Regions from separate parts of the Sus scrofa genome. Here region 1 is linked to region 2. A link is a contact called in public HiChIP or PLAC-seq data. All regions are on one chromosome and are shown on one strand. The core of a region is the stretch at or near the end of the contact, and the rest is flanking DNA. Distances in the headings are between cores, read along the strand shown. Region 1 has its middle 12 kb from the start of CLIC2. Region 2 has its middle 43 kb from the start of VBP1.

What was found. HiChIP or PLAC-seq counts read pairs in DNA pulled down with a chosen protein or histone mark.
Region 1: a contact with region 2 is called in an H3K27ac HiChIP or PLAC-seq map of alveolar macrophages. The contact joins two enhancer-like sites. A contact is called at or near these places in 1 of 47 Hi-C or Micro-C datasets (embryonic fibroblasts) and 1 of 2 datasets of contacts at active chromatin or transcription factors (alveolar macrophages).

Annotation. Positions count from the first base shown.
Region 1 is chrX:125,569,163-125,575,528 of Sscrofa11.1, forward strand. No RefSeq gene overlaps it. Among named protein-coding and RNA genes, the nearest start is that of CLIC2, 12 kb to the left of the region's middle. Within about 2 kb of position 1,444, at least 3 of the 83 cell types and tissues checked have an H3K27ac peak or open chromatin away from gene starts, as enhancers often do. A contact at or near this core is called in alveolar macrophages, where this site is marked.
Region 2 is chrX:125,439,429-125,445,606 of Sscrofa11.1, forward strand. No RefSeq gene overlaps it. Among named protein-coding and RNA genes, the nearest start is that of VBP1, 43 kb to the right of the region's middle. Within about 2 kb of position 2,638, at least 10 of the 83 cell types and tissues checked have an H3K27ac peak or open chromatin away from gene starts, as enhancers often do. A contact at or near this core is called in alveolar macrophages, where this site is marked.

The sequences.
Region 1 (6,366 bases), core at 194-2,693, 130 kb after region 2:
GTTTTGGGCCACCTTCCCGTGGAGATGCCAGGAGGTGCCCTGCGTAGCAACCTGAGTGAGCGAGCGGTCACTTAGCAACAGCGAGCGCCTGGCCAGGCCCTGCCCCAGCACCCCTGGTTTGAGCCAGGCAGGGGCGGTCCCCTCAAGGCTCCTGCCTATGAATCTTGCCACTGGAAAGCCTTTTCTCCAGAACCCTCAATTTGCAGATGTAATTTTCCCTGGACCAGGCTCCGCTTCTGGTCCCTTGATTTGCATACCACCGTGGAAATGACACCTCACCATAGAAAGCTAGAGGAGAAACCAAGTCTGAGATCCACGGTTTTCAATGACGCTGTGTCTTTATGCCTCATGTAGTTTGGATTTGATTAGTAAGGAACTTTATGTCTGCTGCTTCCCTGATAGGTACTGGTCTTTACTGAACTTTAATTTTTTCATTTTTGACAATACCAGCCTTCCATTTCAGAATAGTGATTAGAAGATGTACGGAGAATTTGTAGATATGTGTAATATACATATATTATATATATATGCATATATATAGCAAAATATACTTCAAAAATATGTAAAAATATAGTTATGCTAAAATAAGAATTTTCTAAATAGTAGGGATAGTATCGCGTGCAGTCCATGGCCCTGAGTCATTTCTTTTTTGGTTTTTAGTTTGTTTGTTTATTTATTTATTTATTGCTCCTTTTAGGGCTGCACCCCCAGCATATGGACATTCCCAGGCTAGGGGTCAAATCAGAGCAGCAGCTGCTGGCCTACACCACAGCCACAGCCACGCCAGATCCTGAGATCCTAGACTCATCTGCTCACGGCAGTGTAGGATCCTTAACCCTCTGAGCGAGGCCAGGGATGGAATCTGCGTCCTCATGGGTACTAGTCACGTTCATTTCCGCTGAGCCACGACGGGAACTCCTTTTTAAAAATATCCTGTGCAATAAAGCCAAGCTCCTTTGTAGCCCAGTTCTACGACTTTAGCGCATGTATAGATGTGGGTATCCACCACCGCCTTCAGCAGATGGATCAGCTCCATCAAGCCCGATAAGTCCCTGCTCTGCTGCTGCTGCCCCTCTGTAAGCACTGCGATTTTTGTCCAAGTAGCCTTTGTGAGGTAGAGCCCTGGGGGTGGGGAGCTGGACGGTGAGGCAAGGTTCAACGAAGACCACGAGGCAAAGTGAAATAGAGAAGTTTATTACTCACAGGTCCTGGAGGATGTACACAGCCAGCCTGGCGGGCCACACAGGAGGTCGAGGCAGGGCCCTGGCGGAGGGGCAGCAGCAGGCCCCGGGACATATGCCTTTATTAGGGTCCACAGGTGAAGTGTTTGTGAGGTCCCCCGCCTAAGGCCGGATCGAGTCGGTAAGCTCTGTGGGAAGGAGCTGGGAGGCGGAAGAGACTGTTTTCGCACCAGGGGCTTTGGGGAAGTCATATCTGTTTCACTTTCTTGTGACTCTGATGGCTGTCACCCAGGGCCCCTTAGCCACACAAAATGGGTGCAGAGGCTGCGATATTATGGAGGCGTTTAAAATCCCAACAGTTGTTAAACTCTTTCTTCAGACCTAACCCTTGACAACCACGGCTTTGTTTCCCGTCTCGGAAAAGATTCCCTTTCCCAGATGTCCTAAAGGTGGGTTCGCCAGGCGTGCCGCCTTTCGAGACTGGCTCCCATCACTAAACGTGCTGCTTTTGAGGCTCATCTAGGTTGCCGTGGGTGTCACGAGCTACGTCCTGCTGCTGAGCTGTCTTCCACTGTACGGATGTACCACGGTTTGCTCAACCACTTGCCTGTTGTGGGCCATCTTGGTTGTTTCCCGGTTAGCCCCATCCTCGTCCCCTGGGGGCGACCACTGTTGTTGGTTTTCCCTTTGTTGCCACACAGTGGTTTTGCCTGTTTTGGACATGGAATCGCACACGTGGTAAGGACTTTCAGTGAAGCCTCTTTCGAGATCCACCCAGGTCGAATGTGTGTATCAGTGATTCACTCCTTTTTATCCTTTCGTGTTATTTAGCCACGCTGATAAACCACAAGTGGATGGACGTCTTGCCTGTTTTCGGTTCTGTGTTATTATGAAAGATGCTGCTAGAAACGTTTGTGTTCAGGAGTTCCTCTCGTGGCTCAGCACAAACAAAACCAACTAGTATCTGTGAGGATGAGGGTTCACCCCCTGGCCTTGCCCAGTGGCTCGGAGATCTGGTGTTGCTGTGAGCTGTGGTGGGGGCCAGCAGCTGTAGCTCCTATCTGCCCCCTAGTCTGGGAACTTCCACATGCCCCTGGTGCGGTCCAAAAAAGCAACAACAACAACAAAAATCCCCAACATAGTTGTAACCCTTGCTCATGTCTAAATAACAATCCCAGCTTTCTTGTGTTGGTGTGGTATATGTTTATTCATTCTTTGACTTTCAATCTCTTTGTGTTCTCATGTTTAAAAAGAATCTTTCAGAGTTCCCTTTGTGGCTCAGTGGTTAAGGAACCTGACCAGGATCCATGAGGATGTAGGTCCGGCCCTTGGCCTCGCTCAGTGGGTTAAGGATCTGGCGTTACTGTGAGCTGTGGCATATGCCACAGATGCGGCTTGGATTCTGCCTTGCTGTGGCTGTGGTGGAGGGTGGCAGCTATAGCTCTGATTCCACCCCTAGCCTGGGAACTTGCATATGCTGCAGCTGTGGCCCTAAAAAGAAAAAGAGAAAAGAAAGCATCTCTAAGATTTCATTTTCTTGTGATTAATACTTCAATTGAGGTCTGTCCTCTTAAGAAAGTTTTAGTTACAACGCATTAGTATTGACTGCAGATCTAGAATATTCATTTGGCTTATCTGAAACTTATTGCCTATTGATGAGTAACTCTCCGTCTCCTCCTCCCTTGAGAACCTGGCAGCTACTGCTGCACTCTTTGAGTCTAAACTTGGCTATTTTAGACTCCTGGTATGAGAGGAATCATGTGGTATGTGTGTCTCTTTTTGGCGTATATTCTGGAACATTAGCCTACTGTTCTGAAGCTCTCTCTGTATTGTGTAAGAACAGCCCTTACAGAGCAGCTGATAGTGGAGTCTGCTGGGTTGCCAGAGCTGAAAGCAAGTCCTATCAATATTTGAAAGATGTCAGAACCATGTTTCAGTTGGAATTTAAGCTCGAAAGGCTCTTTGCGTCTCTTTCCCCACTGGCCTTGGCACAATAGATTTCCACATGCTCCTATACTAGGAATGAGAACTCAGCACCTCTTTCTGCAGTCCACCTCTGTCTCCAGATATTTTCCTTGTATCCATGTACAGTGATTTAGGGAATTAAAAAATCTTCATTAAGGTTCTTTAATGTCAAAAAATGAACGGTGTTTCTCTAGGCCTACCTAGGATTCAAGAGCCAAATATAGAGACGAGGGTCATTTTAAAAGGCCCAGAATTTGCTGTCCTGTTTAGCCACTCTCTCAAGGTTTTCAGACCGTCGGTTGGTATTGTTATACATAGAACCTTAGACTCTTAATCTTTCCGCTGAGTTCTTACTGAATAGGGTGCCTGGGTGCGTCTTGTATTTTCCCACCTCTGTCTTCACTGATTCATGGCCCCCACCTTCAGAGAGCATGTTTACTTAATGATACAGACTATTTTTACTCAGGGATTTTCCTCTGTGCCTAACTTATACTTAACATTTTTAGTTAGTGCTCTTCTTTGCGATCATTTTAGACATTTTATAATGGGGAACGAATAATCTGTATGTATACAAACAACTTCCTAGTTTCTATTTTACAAAAAAAAAAAAAAAAGATTTTCACACAGCAATCCAAACTCAAGTAATATTCGGATGGGACCCTTGAGCTGGAGAAGAGTTTTTGGATTTTGTCTGAAGGTATGTTCCCTTTACAGACAATGGTTTGATTTCACCAGCTCCAATGCTACAGCACTAGACTATAGGCAAGAATTTTGCCTAACGGATCAAGCCCACCTCATGGTACATGAAGTGAATCGGGTTACAGCAGGCAGAGAAGTACATCATTTCCTTTGGATGCTACAAAGTTAATTCTTTCTGTTTTTTGGCCTGCAACATGTGGAAACTTCTGAGCCAAGGATCAAACTCACACCACAGCAGCGATCTGAGCTGCTGCAGTGACAATGCTGGATCCTTAACTCGATGTGCCACGAGGGAACTCCTACAATATTAGTTAAGTGACCCAATTTTTCTAGTGAAAGTCCAGACCATAAAGTAGTTAGAGGCCTAATACCTACTCAGGCTCTGTTGGCCTTTCAGATGATCAGTTGAAATGATTCATTTTGCGAGTTCCTGTTGTGGCACAACGGCATTGGTGGTATCTTGGGAGCGCTGGGACACAGCTTCTGCCCCTGGCCTGGCACTGTGGGTTAAGGATCTGGTGTTGCCCAGGAATTCCGTATGCTGCGGGGAGGCCAAAAAAGAAAAAAAAAAATGATTCATTTTTCATAACTGTGAGAAATAGTCTTTATTTTTGCTCTTTCTTCTTATCGTTCCATTTTTTTTTTCTCTGAGTATGGATTGATCTCACTCTCTCTCTCTCTCTCTCTCACACACACACACACATGAACACACACACACACACACACACACACACACACGAGACAAAGAGTGAACTCTTTGTTTAAAGACAATGAGAGTTTTTAGAAATTTGAGGCTAGTGATTCTGAATCCAGTACCATTGTGAGCTGGATGCAGGCAAGTGAAGAAGCAGGGTACCCGATGGCTCTTCTGGGGCAATTTCTCAGCTGCAGAGGCTGGCATTTTGGATCAGTGCTGAGTTGTCTCTTTCTGGCAGTTGCACTAGAAGCAGTCCTAGAATTTTCAGGTGAGTCGCTAATTTCTGATGCTCTCTTTTCTTTTGACTCTAGGACAGGCTCCATCCTTACCTACCACACATTCAGTTAGTACTATTATTAGTTATTACATTTAGTTACTTGTTGCTTATCACTGTTATGGAGTGAGTATAGAAAACATCTGCGAATTGATATCATCTGATCAGTACTAGTGACGAGGAAGTGGGCTGTATGGAGCCAAAGCATTCTTGGAGCACAGACAATGAATTTGATTTTGGAATGAAATGTAAGGGAGAATAAGAAAATCGATGTGAGAAGAGGGTAAAGAGGCGAGTTTCCTATGCATAAGCCCAAGAGTTTCACTGGGAAAAGCCACTTTCCCCAGACATTTCTTGCTGTTCTGCAGGCATGAGGGTTTTGACTTTATATGCAGCAGGGAAGTATATATTGCCAGGGAACGGCTAAAGCAAGAAAAGGGAGTCAAGAATACATGGCCTGAGAAGGCTTCTGAGAGAGAGAGCAAATACCTCTTTTCTCCAGAGGTCTAAGTACTGGTTGGCATTTGTGAGTGTTTCAGAGGTAGGCCTCTTCCTGCTGATACTGAAAATATCCTCAGAACCCAAGTTACAGAAAACTATTTCAGAGGAAGAAATGGATTCAAGACTAGATATTTCCCTGGGGAACAGAATGACGGAGTCTTCACCATCAGAGCGCAGTGGATTCTCAACACAATCGCCTTAATGATTTAGGCCAGATATGTCGTCAGTGAGGGACAAATTGACAGACTGTATCAGATTTGGAGGATTTTATTTCCATATTAAGAAGATGCAGAAGTTCGCTGGTGGCACAGCAGGTTAAGGCTCCAGGACCCAGCTTTGTCACTGCTGCGGTGCTGATTCAATCCCTGGCTGGGGAACTTCTGCGCGCTGCAAGCATGACCAAAAACGGCAGCAACAACAACAGAATTCACTCTAAATACATATTTCCATCTGGTTTATGTAGCCACAGCTCTTGACAGTCCTTCCCTCTGCTTCCCTCCAGAGGACTCTTGGGGACATTACATAAGGTGACATTAAGGAACACCAGCCCTGGCTTAGGTGTCAGGAAAATGTGTTCTTTCCTTACTAAATAGATAAGGAAGCTGCGGTTGACCCTGGAAATAAGTACGTAGCAAAATCAAATCCACTGCCTTAAACAATATGATGATTTGTATTGTCCACGGCATGATTAGAGCTTATAAGGTCACTAAATTGTCAACTGTTCTTCGTTTTTTTCTGAAGCAAGACTCTAGCTCATGGTTTAATGTTAGAAACCTATTGTCACTCTTAATTAGTTGAGTCGATAGTTTAAATGTCAAATTTGATGCTATCACTCTTTTTTCACTTGTTTCGTTTTTAGGGATGGTATTTTTGTTGTTGAAAGTATAATAAGCTTCTTGTTCCAACTCTAGAAAATAGGATCATACTCAAAGCCATTAGGGTCCAGAGCCAAACTCGTACTATTATGATTCCCTTTTTATAGAAGAGTAATTTCAGACATAGAGCGATTACGTAATTGAGGGAAAAAGTAAGGAGGAGGTCAATGTTGA
Region 2 (6,178 bases), core at 1,388-3,887:
TGTGAATAATCTAAGGGTCTGAGTCGACACGGATGCAAACAGATGGGGGAGGAAAGAAAGCCCTCCTTCTGAGTACAAAGTGGTGAGACAAGGAACTCCCCCTTGGGTGGTGACGGGAGCGGTGGCTCATTCGCAGCAGTCATCAGTGGATGCGACGGTGGGTTGATGTGCGGAGGTTTACCTGTCAAGGACGGGGAAAAGGGCCAAGCCAAGGCGTCCCCGGGATTAAAGCACATTTAAGACAGGAAAACTAAGTGCCACACATGCTCCTATGTTGGATTCCGGACCAGAAAGGAAACAGCTGCTGTGTTTGCGTGGGGTCCCTGATCTGGAGGGAGGAGTGTAGGTTCTCTGGGCCTGAAGGGGACCCACATATGCCACATACGCGGGGCCTGGACCGCAGCCAAGCCGAGGGCTGGCGGAACCTCTTGCCATAGGAGGACAGAGGCGCGCAGAGAACAGCACTCAAGCCACCTGGCACCCCCAGGGTCTGAGCGCGGCCCAGCAGGGGGGCCTCGGCAGAAAGACCAGGGATGGAACCCGAATCTTCATGGACACTCTGTCGGTTCTCAACCTGCTGAGCCGCAGCTCCCACCGCAGTCGGCAGGTTTTGTGCATTTTGGTGTGTGGGGGACAAGGACCACGGGGAGCTGGGGCCTTTGGTTCCTCTTCCTTCCGCTGACTCTGTGAGGAATAAACGGTCTGAATCTAGAAAGGGCCTTTGCGGCTAAACCCGCCGAATCTGTCAGTCTTGGGCTAGGGCCTAACAGATTTGGTGGCCAGCATGGGGCTGGTGAAGTTAAAATGCCCTTTTAAAAGACCAATAGCGCCAGGCTCGGGGACAGGACCGGCTCCCTCAGAGCTGGTGGCACAGATCTAAGTGTGGGCAAAAGCAGGGAGAGTAAGGGTTACAGCATCCAGAGGACCCCCTGAGATCCCAAAGCTGCAGTTAGCTGTTGATAAACAGCTGGAGTTAGAGCGGCAGGAAGGACTGAAACAGGCCCCCTGATGGGCACTTAGCTTCCTTAGAGCAACAAAAGGCCGCTGCGAAGGAAGTCAACTCAGCAGTGCTTACGGGTACCAGCAGCTTTGCAGCCTCCCCCAAATCACTGCCTCCTGCACCCTGACTTCAGCCGCTTTAAGAGAGGAAAAGCCCGGATCAACTCGTAGCAGGACCGTGTGAGCAGGTGGGCAGTCCCCACTCCCCGGGGAAAAGTACCCAGTCTCCGGAAGGGGCCCTGAGGGCCAAGAGACAGGCGGGAAAAATCTACAAAAACTCCTGAGAATTTCTAGCATTTGGATTGAGATCTGCTCCTTCCTTGCCCCTCCCAGCTCTGCCAGGAGGAGACCCCACTCCAGACCGGTTCAGGGTTCCACCTCCCCGCAGCTCAGGGCCGCGCAGCCGAAGGCCTAGGAAAGAGCACCTGCACCGCACGAGCCGACCCAGAGGGCGGGAGAGCTGCACTTCCCAGAAACGGGAGACCAGTATCTGGATTGTACACAGAACTTGACTCCCTCCCTCTCTCTCTCTCTCTCACACACACACACACACAACTGGAAAAACGGGCAAAGGATCTGACCAGACATTTCTCCGTGGAAGTCGTACAAATTGTCAATAAGCACATGAAGAGATGCCTGACATCAGTGGTCTTCAGGGAAAGGCCAGTCAAATCCATGAGACACTTCACACTCATCCGAATAAAAATGATGATAATTACAAATGTTGACAAGGATGTGGAGAAATGAGAGCTGTACGCTGTGGCCGGGAGTGGACAGTGGCCTCCAAAATGTACCACAGAATGTCACCACCAGCCCTGGCAACTCCGCTCCTAGGTGTTCACCTCACAGAATTGAAAACAGGTATTCGAACAAAAAGACACAAACGTTCCTAACAGAACTAGTCACAATAGCTACAAGGTGGAAACAAACGTCATAAAACGGAATGACGTACTGACAGTTGCTACAACACCGATAAATATTGAAAATGTAGTGAAAAAAGGCAGACACGAGGAGTTCCTGCAGTGGCGCAGTGGTTAACAAACCCGACTAGGAACCATGAGGTTGCGGGTTCGGTCCCTGCCCTTGCTCAGTGGGTTAGGGATCCGGCGTTGCCGTGAGCTGTGGTGTAGGTTGCAGACGCGGCTCGGATCCCGCGTTGCTGTGGCTCTGGCATAAGCCGGTGGCTACAGCTCCAATTCGACCCCTGGCCTGGGAACCTCCAGATGCCACGGGAGCGACCCAAGAAATGGCAAAAAAAAGACAAAAAAAAGACCAAAAAAAAAAAAAAAAAAAAAAAAAGCAGACACGAAGGAACACGTATTGTATGATTCCATTGATATGAAATGTCCAGGATAGGGACAGAAAGCAGACTAACGGTTGCCAGAGGCTGGAGGGATGGGAGTGAGAAGGTATCAGGCTTCTTTTTGAGGTCGCGCAGGTGTTGGCAAGCTGACTGGTGACATCAGCGTGCCCACCGCTGCGACTGCACCAACAGCCACGCACCCGTACACTTCAAATGGGCGAATTGGATGTAAACAGTCTCAATAAAACTGTTTACCGCAATGAAAAAGAGAAAGGCTCTGCATGCAGCGCCCGCCAACCCTGCAGGCGGGTCCTTCCTCTCTGCCCGCCCCTCCCTCGGCCGAGGAGTTAAGAAGTAGTGAAACCAAACTCCTCCGCAGAGTTGGGACAGAACTTGCGGTGGCCAGAAAAAGAGTTCAAGGTGAATCCGTGAGTGAGGCTTGGCTCAGTTAATTGCATGTATGTAAACTCGTGTACCTGGTGTTGACACGTTCCAACGAGATGTTCCCGAAGGGTCAGAAACGGTCTCCAGAGCCCGAGTTTACACGGCCTGAGTCGCGCCTTGGTCGTTGGCAAGTTGGCGGCGGCGGCGGCGGGAACGGGGGCCGGGCAGCCGGCTCCCGGGTCACCTCCTGAGACCCCACGGTCAGGTCACCGCACTTGGCCTCTCTGGCTGTCAAGGCGAAACACCTGTGCGTTGCAAGGTAAAGAATTCCATGTTCCGGATTTTAAAAAAGCAGCTCAACTGCTGCCCCAAACGAATCGGCTCGTGTGACGCCGCCGAGTCCAAGGAGGCCTTGGCGGCCGGCCCCGGGTCCGGGCGGGCGCCTTCGGGCTCGGGCGCTGCTGCTTCGGGGCTGCCAGCCGCCCGCGCTCGGACCCGAGGTCCTGGGAGCCCGGCTGCCGGCTGCTGGGGCTGCGCGCCGGGAGGTGGGAGAACGCCGGCCGCGCGGGGCCGGGGCGGCGGGGACCCGGCGGGGACCCCCCCCCACGCCCCCTCCGCCGCCTAAGCTCTTCGTGAGCCGCCTGTCCTCTCCGGTGGGACCCATCTTTCCGGGGACGGCCGCGCCCGCAAGGACAAGCCAGTCGGCCTGGCCTGGCCACGGGCTGCGCCGGCACCGCCTCAGGGAAAACTGCTTCAAACGGCGCCTGGCAAGGGAGCCGGCCCGCCGTCCGCTTGGGCGGTGTGGGCTGACACCCGCAGGACAGCCGCGGTGGGACCCACACACGAGCCAGTGAGCCACGGGGGTGGCCTCGGGCAGGGCGCCGCAGAGAAGGGACATCCGGAGAATCCGCACGTGCCTCACGTTTCTGCTGCGCGGAAGCGGGCGCGGCGGAAAGAGGGCAAACGGGCTCAAAGGGAGCACTGACTCAGCGAGCAGGATGACTGAGCCTCAGCTTTCAGTGCAGCCCCCCCTTCCGACGGTCAGTAGGCGCGTAAAGGTGGCAGTTCGGCAGAAGAGGACCTCCCATCAAAACAGGATGCGAGGGGTTCCCATTGTGGCTCAGCGGGAACAAACCCAACTAGGCTCCATGAGGACGCAGGTTCCAGCCCTGGCCTTGCTCAGCCGGGTACGGACCTGGCGTTGCCTAGAGCTGTGGTGCAGGTCGCAGAAGCAGCTGGATCCCGCATTGCTGTGGCTGTGCCATAGGCTGGCAGCTGCAGCTCTGATTCGACCCCTGGTCTGGAAATTTCCATATGCTGTGGGTGTGGCCCTAAAAAGAAAACAAAACCAGCAGGATGTTTCCTTATTCGGTGGGGAAGGGGGAGGAAGCTTAGACCACGTGCGTGCGTAATGAACGCCCTTCGCTCCTCAGTTCCTCGCAGGCCTGCCCCGGGCTCCCTGGGAGCTCTAACCTGGTGCTCTCGCGTCACCTGGATCTGATGCTGCATTTGAGTCATTATGGACATTAATGATAAAGATGAATATGAAGTGATGATTCCTAAAAGTGATACTGGTGTGGCCCATACGTCAGAGGCGAGACCATTCTAGGTACAAGGAGTACACAAAAGACTGCTGTGCCACCCGGAGAGAACATGAGAGGTCACGTAGTCTGGACCTCCTACTGGCTGGTCAGGGCAGGGTATGCGCAGCTGCCCAGACGCCCTTGCTCTGCCTGGGCCAGTGACATGTTTAACTGGCTCACTTCCGGTTGGGGAGCCTGGCTGAAGTCTGTCCTCCGGGTGGACCCGATCATAACATGAGGCATCAGTCACAGTCACTCTTGAACTGTGTGCCTTAAGCAAACGGAATGGACTTGGCATAAGCCTCTATCAGTACAATCAATTAGAGCACCCTTGATGGTGCAGCCTATGCATCTGAGAAGTCTTAGCTGGGTGAAAAGTCAGTGGTGGAGTTGCCCTCAGGACCTGGTCTTGGCAGGATGTCTTGTGATCCAAGTTGAACACAAGATGGGAGGCTTGTGAGGCCATCTCCCTCTCACCTTCTCATCTCTCCTGGAGGCTGTCCTGAGACACTTTCTCATTGCCTTCTGGATTCGAATGAGGCGTGAGTCTCTCGGCCCTGCTCCACTCAGGGTATAACTACAGAGTACACAACCTCTTAGTGGTGGCTCTCTGTATCTAAAAAGGACTTGTTACTTTCCAAGCCAAACCAGTCACTCCTGTGCTTGGCCTTTTGCTTAACAATGTGGGGATTATGGAGTTCCCGTCGTGGCGCAGCGGTTAACGAATCCAACTAGGAACCATGAGGTTGCGGGTTCCACCCCTGGCCTTGCTCAGTGGGTGAAGGATCCGGCATTGCTGTGAGCTGTGGTGTAGGTTGCAGACGCGGCTCAGATCCCACATTGCTGTGGCTGTGGCGTAGGCCGGCGTAGGTCTGATTAGACCCCTAGCCTGGGAACCTCCATATGCCATGGGAGCAGCCCTGGAAAAGGCAAAAAGACCAAAACAAACAAACAAACAAAAAACACCAAAAAACAAACCAATGTGGGGATTATGTGCAAGAGTATCCTTGACTTTGAGAAATGCACATTAGGGTATTTAGGGGTGATGGAGCATCATGTCTGCAGCTTGTTCTCAAATGGTACAGAAAACCCCTAATGATAATAATGGTACACACACACACACACACAAACACATGCACACACACTGCACAGATGTGGGAGAATGTTAACAATGGAATGGCATGGGTGAAGGGTACGTGGGAGTTCTTAGCACTGTTCTTCCAACTTTTCCGTAATTGAAAATTATAAAGAATTACATTTAAGATGCTGTATATACATGTATGTACAACGGCTGAAAGGCTACATGAGAAAATGATGAGGTTCAGGCCAGAGAAACAGAGTCTTCTTCTTTTTGAAATCTTCTGTCAACTGATTTCAGTTTCAACAATGAACATGTATTCCTTTCATAATACAAAACTAAAATAGAATATCCAATGTTTAAAAGCACAAAAAGTAATATAATAAAGAAACCTTGGAGAGAGACGGGATTAAGATGGCGGAATAGAAGGACTGGAGCTCAACTTCTCTCCTAAAAACAACAAAATTCACAACTAAAGACTGAGCACTCTTCACCAAAATGGACCAGAAACCTTAAAAAAGATCCCCTACTCCAGAAGAACAAGAGGAGGCCACATCAGGAGGTCGGAGGGGCGATTTCCCGATATAAACAACCCCACACCTCCTGGGTGGGAAGCTCCACAGACTGGAAACTAATTGGTTCACAGAGACTCACCTACTATCCTTTTTGCTATTCCTTTTTGCTTTTCTCTTTATTTCTGTCTTTATCCAGTTCTAATATTAATGCATCTTATATTTTTTGTATGTGGATTTTAGTCATTTGACATAATCTTTAAAATTGTATATGGTACATAGACCTCATAATTATTTTTTAAATAGTCGCTTACTATTC